2 separate regions of the Rattus norvegicus genome follow, and region 1 is linked to region 2. The links are chromatin contacts, called in public Hi-C maps. All regions are on one chromosome and are shown on one strand. Each heading gives the region's core, a stretch centred on a gene start, on an enhancer-like site or on the middle of the called end of the contact. The rest is flanking DNA. Distances are from core to core; before and after follow the strand shown. Region 1 holds the start of Sox9 (SRY-box transcription factor 9). Region 2 has its middle 56 kb from the start of Sox9.

What was found. Hi-C and Micro-C count contacts between places; a contact is called where the count stands out from the background.
Region 1: a Hi-C map of liver shows a contact between it and region 2, with 2.2 times the contacts expected there. The contact joins the promoter of Sox9 here to the enhancer-like site in region 2. A contact is called at or near these places in 4 of 12 Hi-C or Micro-C datasets (kidney, liver and mammary epithelial cells).

What each region holds. Positions count from the first base shown.
Region 1 is chr10:98,302,025-98,309,120 of GRCr8, reverse strand. Sox9 (SRY-box transcription factor 9) reads right to left here and starts at 3,377. Exons shown (of 3, transcript NM_080403.2): 1 at 2,634-3,377; 2 at 1,559-1,812; 3 at 1-904. The coding sequence starts at 3,064. The coding sequence ends at 66.
Region 2 is chr10:98,245,931-98,253,507 of GRCr8, reverse strand. No RefSeq gene overlaps it. Among named protein-coding and RNA genes, the nearest start is that of Sox9, 56 kb to the left of the region's middle. Within about 2 kb of position 2,872, at least 3 of the 93 cell types and tissues checked have an H3K27ac peak or open chromatin away from gene starts, as enhancers often do. A contact at or near this core is called in liver, where this site is marked.

The sequences.
Region 1 (7,096 bases), core at 2,128-4,627, 55 kb before region 2:
CTTTTCTTCTTAAAAAAAAAAAAAAAAAAAGATCAACTCTGTCACCATTGCTCTTCAAGGTCTCCTCAGGGTCTGGTGAGCTGTGTGTAGACGGGTTGTTCCCAGTGCTGAGGGCTGTGGGTCTGCGGGATGGAAGGGACCCCGGAGGTGTCAGCGATGGGGGTGTACATGGGGCGCTGCGCTGGGTTCATGTAGGTGAAGGTGGAGTAGAGCCCCGAGCCCTGGCCGGCTGCGTGGCTGTAGTAGGAGCCGGAGTTCTGGTGGTCGGTGTAGTCATACTGCGAGCGCGTGATGGTTGGGTAGGAGGGGTTGTAGTGCGGAAGGTTGAAGGGGCTGTAGGAGATCTGTTGCGGGGAGTGCTGCTGCTGCTCGCTGTAGTGGCTCGGGCTCAGTTGCTCCGTCTTGATGTGCGTTCTCTGGGACTGGCCTGGCTCGCTGCTCAGCGTGGTGAGCGTGTGCGCCTGCTGCTGCTGGGGTGCCTGCTGCGGCTGCGGGGGTGCTTGCTGCTGCGGAGGCGCCTGTGGGGCTTGCGGAGCCTGTGGGGGCTGCTGTGGAGGAGGGGGCGGCGCCTGTTGCTTTGACATCCACACGTGGCCCGCGGTCGCTGGAGTGGGTGCGGTGCTGCTGATGCCGTAGCTGCCAGTGTAGGAGACCTGGCCGTGGGTGGCCGGCACCCCTGGGTGGCCGTTGGGCGGCAGGTATTGGTCAAACTCATTGACGTCGAAGGTCTCGATGTTGGAGATGACGTCGCTGCTCAGCTCACCGATGTCCACGTCGCGGAAGTCGATGGGGGGCTGTCTGCCACCCTCTGCCAGAGGGCGCCCCTCTCGTTTCAGATCAACTTTCCCAGCTTGCACGTCTGTTTTGGGAGTGGTGGGTGGGGTCGGTGGACCCTGAGATTGCCCTGCAGGCAATAAAAGAGAGACAAACGGTAAAAAAATCAACAAGCGCTATGCAAAGCCCCGGGTCTTCGAAGCCCATAGGGACCCTCCCTGGTTGCCAAGGTGTTATTAGGACCCGCTCCCGCGCTGGAGGCGAGCTGCACTAGCGATAAGTCGCCGAATGATTAACCCGCAGGTACACACTAGGCAAGCTCCTTTTATCAGGGGAGGGGTCTGAGGTCCCAAGGGTCCGGAAGACTAAATTGCTACCTGTAGAAGAATGTGTGCTTTTGGGGTGAGGCGCAAAGAGAAAAGTGGGTAAGTTTCGTAAAGCAATTAAGACATGTTACCTTGCAATAAAGAATCCAGCTCAGGATTCATGGTTTGAGGTAGGTGTGTGTGTGTGTGTGTGTGTGTGTGTGTGTGTGTGTGTGTGTGTGTGTGTGCGCGCGCGCGCGCGTGCGCTCGCCCCCGCGTGCGCTCGCCCCCGCGCGCGCCCGTGTACGCGCGCCTGCCTGCCTGTTTCTGAGGGCCCAGGACAGGGAATACAGGGAATAGTGTTTCCTTACTTCATGGAGCTCAAGATTCCTACCCAGATATTTCTCGGGGTTGGGGGGGGGGGGCTAAGGAGGAGCCCGGAGTGGCCAGGCCTGGGGGATCACTCGCGTCTTGCTCACCGGAGTGCTCGCCCGGGGAGTGCACCTCACTCATGCCCGAGGAGGAGTGCGGGGAGTCCGCTTGCAGCGCCTTGAAGATGGCGTTAGGAGAGATGTGAGTCTGTTCGGTGGCCTCTTCGGCCTCTGCTTGCCCATTCTTCACCGACTTCCTCCGCCGGGGCTGGTACTTGTAATCGGGGTGGTCTTTCTTGTGCTGCACGCGCAGCCGCTCCGCCTCCTCCACGAAGGGTCTCTTCTCGCTCTCGTTCAGCAGTCTGGGGGGGCAGAAGTAAAGAGGGAGGGGGGGTCAATGAAACCCTGGGAGCTGTCAGGTCCCCACCCCTCCTTCGCGCAATACCCCTCCTCCCTTCTGTCTGCTTTCCATCCTCCTCGGAGACTCAGAACTTTTTTTTCTTTCTTTTTCTTTCTTTTTTTAAAAAAGTATTCGGAGTCGACCTGAGCGGTCACTCCTCGCCCCGCCCCGCCCCCTCCCGGGCCTCCTATTTTGGAAGCCCAGTAGACGAAAATAGCTCCCTGCTGAGGCTGCTCTAAACGCCTTTGCTACCGGAGCGGTCCACCCCTCCCAACACGCAGTAAAAACTTTCCGAAAACCCACTTAAATTGCAAGAAGCTCGCTCTGTCGATCCACGCCCCTACCAGTTCTCAGTAGCTTTCCCCAATTCTTGCCTGGGTCTACTCCGGTCTCAGTTACACTTTCCCTTCACTCGGTCTTCCCAGGAAAGAGCGCAGTTGGCCGGGGGGGGGGGGGAGGTGGGCTTGCTTCCTCTAATTGTTCCTTTCAAGGAGGACCGGGGTGGCACACCCCCTCACTCCCCACTACATTCCTACATTCACGCCACTCTCCACCGCGCACCCCCCAACTCCCCGCCATCGCTAAGAGCAATCCCAAGAACTTTCTCAAACTTTGAGCTGCGTCCCCCCCCCCCCAGCCCTCCCTGCCCTCCCCGCCCTCCCCGCCCTGCATCCTGGACCGAAGACCCCAGGATGCACAACTCAGGGAGGCGGGGCGGGGTCGGTAAGTGCAGCCCGCGTCCCGGGTAGCCACTGAGCCCTCCGTGGCAGCCCGCGCGCTCACCTCCAGAGCTTGCCCAGAGTCTTGCTGAGCTCCGCGTTGTGCAGATGCGGGTACTGGTCTGCCAGCTTCCTGCGCGCAGCCTGCGCCCACACCATGAAGGCGTTCATGGGCCGCTTGACGTGTGGCTTGTTCTTGCTGGAGCCGTTGACGCGCACCGGCATGGGCACCAGGGTCCAGTCGTAGCCCTTCAGCACCTGGCTGACCGCCTCGCGGATGCACACTGGGAATTTATCTTCCTCGCTCTCCTTCTTCAGATCCGGCTCGCCCTTGGGGAACGTGTTCTCCTGGGGCCGTGTGTTCTCCGTGTCGGAGCCTGAGCCCGAGGGGCAGGGCGAACCAGCCGAGTCCTCCGACATGGTGGGGCTGGGGGCGCCAGACAAGCCCTTCTCCTGCTCGTCGGTCATCTTCATGAAGGGGTCCAGGAGATTCATACGCGAGCCCGGGGCAGGGGGCGGGTGGCCGGGAAAGGAGAGAAGCCGCGGCTGCTGGGGCTCCTCTTCCCTCAGCTGCCCGGACGCGGACGCCGAGCGAACGGCTCCCGGGGAGGTTGGCGCGTCACCCGGCTGCGGCGGCGAGCACTTAGCAGAGGCGCTGGGTGGCCAGTGCTCAGTTGCCCGCTCCAAACCCGGGGAAGGCGAATCGGAGCGGAGGAGGAGGGAGGGAAAACAGAGAACGAAACCAGGGCTACTTGCACCCCGTCTCTTTTGCAAAGAAAAGTTCCTGGACCGAAACTGGTAAAGTTGTCGCTCCCACTGAAGTTTCCAGACAGTTCCGAGCAACGCTCTCAGCTCTCCGGCTCCCAGCCCAGAGTCTCTTTAATAAATACTCCCCCTTCACCTTAGAGACCTCGGACCAATCACGGCTCGGCAGTCATCAGGGTTGGCAAGTCGCTGATTGGACCGGATTTTGAAAGGGTGGGGGGAGGATTGTGGCTCCGGGTTGGGTGACGAGACTCGAGGGGAGGAGAGGGGAGGGAAGCTCAGCCGGAGGGTGGATGGGGATGGTGGGGTGAGGGGACTTGGGGGGGGGGGCGCGGGGCAGGCGGGGGACCCGGGACGTCCGAGTGTGTAAGTTTGCTCTCTACTCTCCGAATGTCACAGTTTTGGAACGGTCTCCTTGTGTGTGTGTGTGTGTGTGTGTGTGTGTGTGTGTGTGTGTGTGTGTGTACGCGCGCATGTCTAGACTAGGACCCCCCTCCCACTATCCCTCCCGCCCCCCCCCCCACCACAGTCCACTACTTTTTCGATGCTGTCTCCGTGGTACCCGGGACTTTGCTGGCGTTTACAGCAATGGAAATTGCAACAGCTGCTCGTCAAAGCGGAGCTCAGCTTCTGCGCCTGGAGTCTGCCGGCTTCCCAAAAAGTGCTTAGAAATTGTCTTTTGGAAGCAAATGTTTGGGTGACTCAACGCCCGCTGTTCTCTGTAATAATCCATATAAATAGATTAACGCGCTCTGGTTCACCGAGGCCGGTGTGGTGGTGGCTGGAGATTCTGCTGCGCTCTCGCAGTGGGAATCAATGAAAACCAAAGCCAAGCACCGGCGAAAGCTGGCGGCGGGGACCGCGCAGTCCCGGGCTCTAGCGGCCGGTCCCTTGGGCCACGCCGACCTTGAACTGACAAGTCCTTCCCCGGCCCCTCCAGCACTCTGACGCCCCTTGGAGTCAGGATTATTACTTTAGAGTTTTGTTTCTAGCCTCCTGGCTGAGTCACAAACACCATCAGGTTCGCTACTGGAGTTTGCAAAAACTGCTCCGGTGTTGAGAGTGAAGTTTGCAAAGGTGGCAGCGCAGGACGGTGAGGCCGAGAAGGCCCTTGACTTGGACTGGAGACTCCAGACAAAACGGGCCACTTTGGCGGAGCCTTGTGACTCCCTCGCTTGGGCCTTCCTTTACCAGATAACCTGGGAAGGCGAAGCGCTAGGCGTCTGAACTTTAGTCGCGTCCTTTTAGACCTGCACACAGGTGGGCGTTCTGGGGGAGGCCACGTAGGTGTCCGTTGTACTTTAAGAGTGCTTGGAGCCGAAGATCCGTGTTTATTCAAACTCTTAGAGCAAAGTTGGATAAGGGAGGAATTATCTTTTCTGGAACGAATAAAAAAATCTTAGTTGCCATCGGGCGACATGCCCTCGGAACCACAAACAAACTCACAACGGTGTAAAAAAAAAAAGATAAACAAATTCATTTAAGCACCCCTTTCTGATTCTTGCAAAACTTCGCTTTGGACTTATTAAATTATTGATAAAGTGAACCGGCCTGTGTTCTAGCGAAGACAGGTTCCTACCCTCCAATTTGCTAAGTGTGGACACTTAGATATAAACGAATTTTTTCTTCGGGGTGCTTTTGAAAAGCTCGTTCCCCTTCGTTTTCTTCCGAAGTGGACATTTGTTATTTAGGGAAAGGAACTCGGGAAAACAGTAAGCTACGACTCGGTTCGGTCGGGTTTCTTTTCAAACGAATGTTACTCGCATTGTGTCACTACCACCCTATAGTCTGTTTACGAGCTTAAGAGACGTACAGACAATAGCCATCTATTCGTATCTCACAATGTGTAAGAAAATATATCTTTTTTTTTCAGAGTTGGGGGGCGGATTTTCTGTGCTCTGGGATGAAGGTATTTATGTGATCCTCAAACCGATTGAAGAGACCAGGGACCACTGTCAGATGTATTAAACCAGCGAGTTGTAATTTGTTGTAATTACCACGTTTTCTAAAGGCAGCGAGAACGACAGTGGCCTTATAAGGCATTTTGAAATATTTTATTGAGTATTTGTTCATGAATACTTACATTTACCCTTAATACAACATATGCAGAGATGTAATGTGCTACGACATTTTAAATCATGAAACGTCTTACATGTTTCTATGCCTCCACGCAAGCGTTTTTATATTCTTGAGTCTTTTTTTTGGGGGGGGGTGTTAACTTTTTAAACAAGTTGAAATGAAAATTGCACTGCAATTTTCGGCAACATCCAGAGGGGGCGCCAAAAGCCCAGAAACTGTCTGGAACTTTTGAGAAACTGCTGGAAAACTTTCCTTGCGGTGAACGGGCAGGGGCCCCGGGGTGGGGGAGGTGGCAGTGGTGCGTTGCTCGCAGTCAGTGGTCTTTCCAGGAGGAGACTTATCTCTACCGGAATTCCAACTCCTATTCTTTCCTGTGAGGATTCGACTGCGTGCAGCCTCGTTCAGGGGACCAGGGAAGTGCTTGTCTACAGGGAGTTGGGGGCGGGGAAGGCACTGCAGATGCCCAGGCTTTCTCATTTACAACCTGGAGAGTGAGAGTTGAGGGGCGCGGGTGTGTGTGTGTGGTGCCCCTTATTCTCCAGGTGCCAAGAGTTATCTTGTGTGCCATGATCAGGCGAAGGCTGTCTGTCAGGCACCTCAGTTTAAGAGTGGCTGAACGTGAAAAGCCCACTCCCAGAAGCCCTTCAGGGGCTTAGTCCACTGTGACTTGACTTTTTCTGTCACCCAGGCCTCTTCCTGACTTGATTCTGGCAGAATCTGGCATTCCTCAGGCCAGTGGACCTCAGCTTGAGGAAGGGGAAGCACCCTGGTGCGGACTGTGTTTAGATTACTGACCCAGCAAGAGGCTGCTGCTCTGTTCTAGCCAGAACCTCCTCTCTGGAGGTGGATGCTGTGGGGTCTGCAGTCTCCTGGGTGTGAGGGATGGAAAAGTTGAGGTGGATCCCAAGAGAAGTTATTGGGAAGTCCTCATCTGGGATCCCCCCACCTTTTCTCTCTCCAGCGGTACAGGGCCCAATCTCCCTGGTGGAGGTCTGTTGATCTCCCCTCCTACCAGCACAAACGGGGACAGGGGTAGGTGGAGGGGGTAGGGGGAATGCTGTGTGCCCTAGAGAGGATCCAGCTCCTGTGGACAGAGGGTGTGAAGGCTCAGCTACGTGCACTCTCTCCACACGAAGAATTAGGGACTAAAGCCTTCCCTACTCCAAAAGTCCTTAGCAAGGTGGGGACCTTGTCTAAAGCCATTTTCAACAGGGTCCCAACTTCTAGGAAATACTAGTTCAGTGCGGGCTAACAGTTGCACCCCTCCCAGGAAGACTTCGACCCCTGGCAACATTCAAAGTCCATGAAAGGGACACCCCATTTCTTAGGTCTTACAGTTCCAGGACTGCGTCCACACGAAATAATCTCGCAGGATTTCTGCTTCTGGCTGGACATGAGGTCCCCATGCCCAGGGCTCCCAGACGCTCTTCCGTGATTTCCATTTTTTCGCTGAGGCATGCAATGTTTGTTCTTTGCTTTTCCAGCCACAATTTCCTTTGGGAAGGGAGAGCCAGGTAAGCCCGGGCAGGCGCTGGGCTGGATGGCTGTAGCAACATGGGGCGGCAAGGGGAAAAGAGGCAGAGTAGCAGATTTGTAGGTAAGCAATAAATATCTGAATAAGTGCGGCCTTTGGGCTGTTTGCTTGTGTGAGCTCAGCAGTCAGACCTCCCAGCAACGTGTTCC
Region 2 (7,577 bases), core at 1,623-4,122:
CAGGATGATCCTTGATCCTCCGGCGACGTTGAGTCCAACCTCAGGTTTCTCTACTGGGTGACAGGCACGAGAGATTATTTTAGGTAGACTAGTAAGCAGGGGGTTCAAGCAGGAAAATCGAAACCCACTCTAGTCATTTCATCAGGGAGAGCTTGGTCGAGGGAATCGGTTGGAGTGCTGGCTGGCTGAGAGACTGAAATGGTAGCAGCAGAATAACACTAGAACCATGGAGCAAGGGGAGCCACTGGGGCTCTCGAGATCTACAGGATCCTAGGAAGGTTCCTACATCCCTGGGGTAGACACTTTGGGGTGTGGGGAGTCCATCTGCACAGCTGCTGATGCTGTCTCTTGGGGCTTGGAGGGAGGTTCTGGGTTGTAGTTCTCACCTCTGAGGCAGAAGCCATATTGCTTTCTGGAGCTTGTACCTTCCCTTCCCACTCTGAGAAATCACATGATGTTGGCTCAGGGAGGTGGAGGCCTCCTCTGCCTATTGCTGTGGGGTGAAGTGCTGGGAGTAGGGGTTGCCAGTGGGACTGGGAAAGAAGCTCCAAGAAGGGAACACACTCTTCCTTCATTTTTCATGCGTATGTGTTGTGCCTGTGTACACATCCTTTTACGTGTACGTGAGCTCGATTATGTACATGCATGTGCACATGCCCATGTAGAGGCCTGAAGTTGATGTTGGGAATCATCCTTGGCCTCCTTTCGACCTTATTCATTGAGGCAGAGTCTCTCAGGAAAGCCCAGAGCTTGCTGATAAATGTCTTGTATGCCAGCTTGCTCTGAGGACCCCTCCACCCCTTGTAAGGATGGGGCTATGAGAGGATCACCACACCTCCTAGCATTTCAGTGGTTCTGGGTATGCAAACATCCGGGTAACAATTGCGCAGCAAGAACTTTAACCAGAGAGGCCCCTCCCTGGGCTCCCCCTTCTGTAGCCTTTAGTCTCCCCCTTGACCCTTTTCAGAACTGATCAGAAAACAACCGGCCATGGGAAAATGACACTTCTCAGAATTCCCCCTAGCACCCCAAAGGAGAGTCTGGGAAGTTTTGGAGCTGGGAAACAATGCCTTACTACTCAAGAGAGGTATGCAGGACATTTGTGGTCAGCAGAGGACAGGCCAGTCATTCTTGCTGACAGCTGGTATCAGGAAAAGGCTGAATTAATGGGAAGCTCACAGGTCATAGAGGTATGGCCTTGAGCTGGTTTCTGAGTCACTGGGACCTGCGTTTCCTAGACCAGTTTTTCGTTTGCATAGCCTTCTTGCTTGGGGCAGAGAGAGTGGGTTGGTGTGGGAAGGGAGAGATTGCAGAATGCAGAATTGTGGGTGGTGATGCCTGGGCCCCTCATCCAGCTGTGTAGGTACTAGAAACTGCAGAGTGGCTGAGGCGGGGCTGCAGGCAGTGGTCAGGCAGAAAACTGAGAACTGGTGGAGTGGCGGGGGGAAATGCCAGTGTCATAGTTTTAGGTACAGCAATCAGCATATTGGGCTTCTGCAGCATCTGAATGTATATATACATGGATCACACATGCGAATCAGATTTCTGATTTCTGGACTTGGGAGTAAAAAGTATGTGGGAGTAGCTTGTGTACGTATGTGTATGTGTGTGATGTAGTGCATATATGTGTGATACAGTGTGTGTGTGTGATACAGGCATATGCATGTATATGTGTATGTGTGTTGGTGTGTGTTTCAGGTGTGTGTGTTGCAGGTGTGTATATGTACATGCATGTGTGTGTATGTGTGTATATGCGTGTGTGGTACAGGTGTGTGTTTATGTGTGTGTATATATGTATGTGTGTGTGTGTTTTGGGTGTGTGTATGTGTGTGTGTGCTGTGGGTGTGTGTATGTGTGTATGTATGCATGTGTGGTACAGGTATGTGTGTATGTGTATATGTATACGTATGTGGGTCAGGTGTGTGTGGTTCAGGTGTGTGTGTTGTGTGTGTGTGTATGTATGTATGTGTGGTACAGGTATGTGTGTATGTGTGTATGTATGTGGTGCAGGTGTGTGTGTATGTGTATGTACATGTATGTGTATGTGTGTGTTGCAGGTGTGTGTATGTACATGTATATGTATGTGTGTGAGAGAGGTCAGCCTAGGCTGTTCTTCCTTAAGTGCTGTCTATAGTGCTTTTGAGCCAGGGTCTCTCATGGACCTGAAGCACCAAATAAGCTAAGTTGGGTGTCCCGAGACCCAGGCTCCGCCTGTCTCTGCCTCCCCAGCACTGGGATTGTCTAATTCTCTTTTGTTTTAGTGTTTTTTTTAATAAATAAATAAATAAATAAATAATTTTATTTTTTTTAAACATGGGTTCTTAAGGGGGCGAACTCAGGTCCTTATCCTGGCAAGGCGAGCACTTCGGCGGCTGATTTATCTCCCAGTCCAGGAAATACCTTGTTTAGAGGAAATCTGCAGCCCCACACACTTAGCGATTATTACAGTTCGTCTAGTGTGTGCAGTTCACGGTACCACCCCGGGACCTAAAGATGTGGAGACAAATGTGGTGAAGACGCCTGTCTTATCCTCCCTCACTTTGTTTCCCACAGTGGGATCGCAGCTGAGGGTCACTGCTAACTCACTAGAACACACCGGAGGCAGTTTTATGGGTTCTGAGCCCTACTCTAGACAGGGGTTCTGAGCAGGTGAGAACAGTGGGGGTCGGACTGCCCGGAGGTACAGAGTGCAGTTGCAAGAGGGAAAGTAGCAGGGAAGGACGGGGAGCTGGGGTCTCCAAAGTAGCAGGGAAGGACGGGGAGCTGGGGTCTCCAGCGGGCTGCAGCCGCTGGGCTCAAACATGCTCCCAGGGAGCAGCCGGACCGGTTTGGGTTTCACCTTCCGTTCACCTCTGATGAAAGCAGTTCTCATCACTGTCCTGAGAACAGCCAAGGGAAAAGAAACGCAGACGATCTGGACGAGGCATTACTGGGATAGAGAGCCATGTTAACGGAGAGAGACTCGGCGACTGGCTGGACAATCCCAGTGTAGTCACCGAGGTAGAGCTCAAGGCTTTTTCTAGAGGCTTTTTCTAGATTTCTATTTCTTTGAGTGATTGTGACTTAACCGGAGTCTTTTTCAGATCTGAGTGGAGGCTGCAGGTGCCTTTGAATGAAGCAGGTATTAGAGTCCGGTCCAGGAGATGGTCTGGGATTGAAGCCTGCCGCTGCCTGCTGTTGGGGTCCACCCCCTGCAGTCTTCAACCTTTGGCTTCCCCTTGGGTGACCAGCCTTGACACCCAATGTCCAAACACTGATAAAATCGATCCCTTAAGTGTGGGAAAGTCCTAACTCATTGATTGCTTCCTCCCCCACCCCGTGCCTGGCATGGGCTCTCTCCCAGGATGTGCCTAGCTTGTGAGGTTGGGGGAGGTCAGAGCCCTGATGAAAAATGAGTGGAATTCCACAGAATCACGCCAGTCTTGATAAATGACAGCAGGGGATGGTTTGTAGAGAGAGGAAGGATCAGGGGAAGTGAGGATAATCAGATGGATTAACGATAATCCACCTTTATCTGGATTTAAATGTATGTATGACTTACAAGGGGGGCACCTTGAGGGCTTGAGGAGTAGGGAGTTTAAAGGGAGAGAGGAATGGGAAGAAAAGAGGGTGAGGGGGGAATTAAAAAAGTTCTTGTTTTTTTTCCCCTCATATGTGGAATTTAGTAAGGTGTGTGTGTGTGTGTGTGTGTGAGAGAGAGAGAGAGAGAGAGAGAGAGAGAGAGAGAGAGAGAGAGGAGGAAGACAGAAGACAGAATATTTGGCAACATGGCTAGAATCACTAGCAGGAGAGGGAAAAGGGAAGTGGGGTATAAGAAAGCTACAACAATATATAATTTCTGAAACATTCTCATGGGCGGAGTTGTAGCTCAGTTGCTGGTGTTTCTCCAGAATACAGGGAGCCCTGGGTTCAGTTCTCACATAATCTGAGCATGGTAGTAAATGTTGTAGTCTCAGCTTAAGAGGCAGGAGGACTAGGAGTCCAAGGGCGCTACAGAGTAAGTTTGAAATCAGCCTGGGCTACACAAGACCCCATCTTAAAATAAAGGTCACAATGAGAAATTCCTCTATTTTGTATCTTCACTTAAAAAAAAAGAGCAACAATAAAGGAAAGAAGATAAGTCACTTTTGGTTTTTCCCCCTCATATGTGGAATTTAGTGAGGGGTGTGTGTGTGTGTGTGTGTGTGTGTGTGTGTGTGTGTGTGTGTTTTTCGTGTTCGACTGGTCTTTGTGATGTCTTCAGAGTAAGCCAGCTCTCCACTCCAAATATTCAAAATCATCAACAACAACAAACCCAAAAGACCTATAGAGTTTATTTTTTTTCAAGTTAATGACATCTAAACAAATTCTTTCGGAGACAGCTATTCTTTTCCTCAGAGAGATATAGCACGGGTGGTGCCATTGGCCTGAGACTTAGGTTTGATTGGACACACTCTTCTTTCAACTATGAACGGATCTGTCTGCTTTCTGTAGTGGAGACCCACTCTGCTCTGACTTGGGTCTGCTCTTAAGTAGCCTTACCCAACTTGAGTCCAGTGAAATCACGGCAAGTGGTCTCCCTTGCTCCTTTATTGCACCGATGTCTTCTGTGATTTCTAACTCTATCGCCCTTCACTGAGCCTGTAGATTAGATTCCAACTACAGAGGAACTGTTTCCAGGTGGCACCAGAGTGGCATAGAGGGCTAACTTTGATACCATCTCAAGCCCAGCCAGTGGTCAGAGTTGCGATGCATCGTGGGAGATCATAGAAATGTTTTGGGTGATTCTGCCATGGGTTAGCTGAAATGCCCTTTGGGAAGAAGATAACTCCCTAAACTTCCAGGCAGTTAATCAAATGTTTGGGTGTGTCGTTGATAAAGCAGAGGTTCAAAGAACCCAATGGTTCTTGAACAGAATGGCCTGTAAGTCTTTTCGGGGAGGTGTTTCTCCAGCAGGGAAACCGTCTTCCTACTGTTTAATCTTCTCTGTAGACTGCAGGGTCATGACAGAGGGAACAAGCGCCACTCTAAAGTACTGAGCTTATAATCGTGTTGCATTTCTGGTTGAGGGACTTTAGCACACAGAATTACTTGGGAGTGGAGGCGGAGAGCAAAGATTTAGGTCTACCTAGCCCAGTTCTTATCTGGGGTAGCTTGGTGAGTAGACACCATCTGCACTACTGAAGACAATTAATGCACAAGAAATCCCCACCTCCACCAGACAGCAGAGTGACCTGATTCTCAGTGTCAAGAGTGTCACAAAGTTAGGGCACCTTGATTAATGTCTATTAGGACCCACGTGACTCAAATACAGTACTTATGTTTGGTGTTAGCTTAAGGACAAGAAGTGTGGCTCACGTGTATCTTAGTATCTCCCTTGTTTATGATAATATTCCAAGGAAAAGAGTCTATAGTCTTCATTGGGAACACATCAGGACATGTGTAGCAGGACAGAGTCCTTTAGATAATACAATCCTCTTACCTAAAGTTAAAGTCATGGATCTAATTGCAAATGTCCTTAGAATATGCACTAGTTACAGCTGCCAAGTCAAGCCAAGTCTCCTGGCATCATAGGCCACTGTTCTTGTGACTACTCCTTAGCACTTCTCCACTCTTTGACCATGAGTCCGCAGACCACAGGTGAGGCACAGCTGGGCTATTCACTGGTGCAGAGGTTATCAGAGGGAAGGAAGGCTCATTTCCCTATGACTAAAAGTGGGCCTGGCCTCGCAGTAGTGAGGAGGCACTGCTCTGCCCAATCTGTCTTCATTTTCTACAGCCTTTTATGACTCTGTTTTAGAGAAACACAACCGTGCTTCAAAGGCTTGATTCTGTCAATTTCCCTGCACCATATGTTCCTATTAAAACGTTTATAACACTCTTTATCTTGAGATTATTATGTGAGGGTTACTAATGGTTAATAAGACATGCTACAGTGTCCAACTTAATGTTCATATATATATAAATATATATACATATATAAAGATATATGTGTATATATATAGAGAGAGAGTGAGAGAGAAAGAGAGAGAGAGAGAGAGAGAGAGAGAGAGAGAGTGTGTGTGTGTAGGAATAACACATGTGATTTATATCATTTCCAAAGATAGTCCCCAAATACTCTAAACAACAATAAAATTATGTTATTGTGTTGAATTGTTTTCAGAGTTGAAATAAATAAATAATTGTAGATAGTTGGAATGTATTCCTTTATGTATTAATTATCTATTTATTTATCAATCTATTTATGTATTGTTATGAATGTCTGATTAGTGCTTCACTATTGATAGCACCAGAACACTTGTTAGCATGGCATAAATGTTCTTTAATTGTAACTTCCATGGCTACCATATAACTATCATGACCTCTGGTCTCGGTGATTCCTTTCATGACACTGTTTTAAGTATGCTATGATATTCGGGTCAAGATTAAGTGAAAAATAAGCTATTTCTATTAAGTGATTGGGCCATCTGATTATAAAAATGATGCTCACTGTAAAAGAATTGAAAAACACAGGAAAGAAAACATGTTTATGGCCCCTTTCACTCATCTACAACAGCATAATGGGATACATTAATAGGTGCTGCTCTACACAGACACACAGACACACACACTCACAGACACACACACACACACACACACACACACACACACACATGTAAACCAAAGGTACACATATCTGACAATTCCATTAAGCATACAAGTTGCATATATCTGTTCTTGTTGTGCTTGAACATTGCCTCATTTCAACCTACAACTTTTTATGCGTGGCTTTGAGGGTCTGGTGACAGAGCTTTATAAGGGCTCAGTCACTCCCAGCGGCTTTCAGTTCTTTATAAACAATGCTGTCCCGAGCACTGCTGCCCCATCTTGCAGACTTTGTAAGATGGGATGAGATGACCCGCGTGAGGATCTTCATTCCACACTCACAGACGTTCAAGACGTCTCCTCTCTCAATGTTCTCTCCCTCCACCTTCTTTCCCCTATCTTTGATAAATTTTTCTTTTCCTTTAAAATGAAAAAAGTCATTTCATTTATTAGTATCAGTGTGTGTGTGTGTGTGTGTGTGTGTGTGTGTGTGTGTGTGTGTGTTAGTGTTGGCACCTGTACCTGGGCATACATGTGGAGTTCAAAGGTCAAATTTCTGAAATCAGTTCTCTCCTTCCACCGTGTGATCCAGCCATGGAATGCTGGTGAACAGGTTTTTGTTCCAATTACACCACCAGCCTGATTTTTGTTTTTCGTATTTTGATAATAAAGCACTAGAACTGTGGCTCCTTATGGACACACTTTCTAAGAGTGTCTTATAGGGCCACCAATCAGCTTTCTGCCTTTTATTTCCCTTCATTAAAACTTCCTTGTCACTGAGGGTGGTGCGGTGCCACGCAAGGACAGACTCATGCAGGTCCGGAATGTGTGCAGAGCGTCTTCTGCCCGCATGCCCTCTGCTGTTCCTTCGCTCCCTCCACTCTGATGTCCACCGTTGTCTTTGGTACCCTACACAGTTTGCTTTTACTTCCAGACCACTCCCATATATGTTGTGTAGCTGTGAATCTACACAAAATACAGGACCTGAATATGAGACCAGGAATGGTTTAATT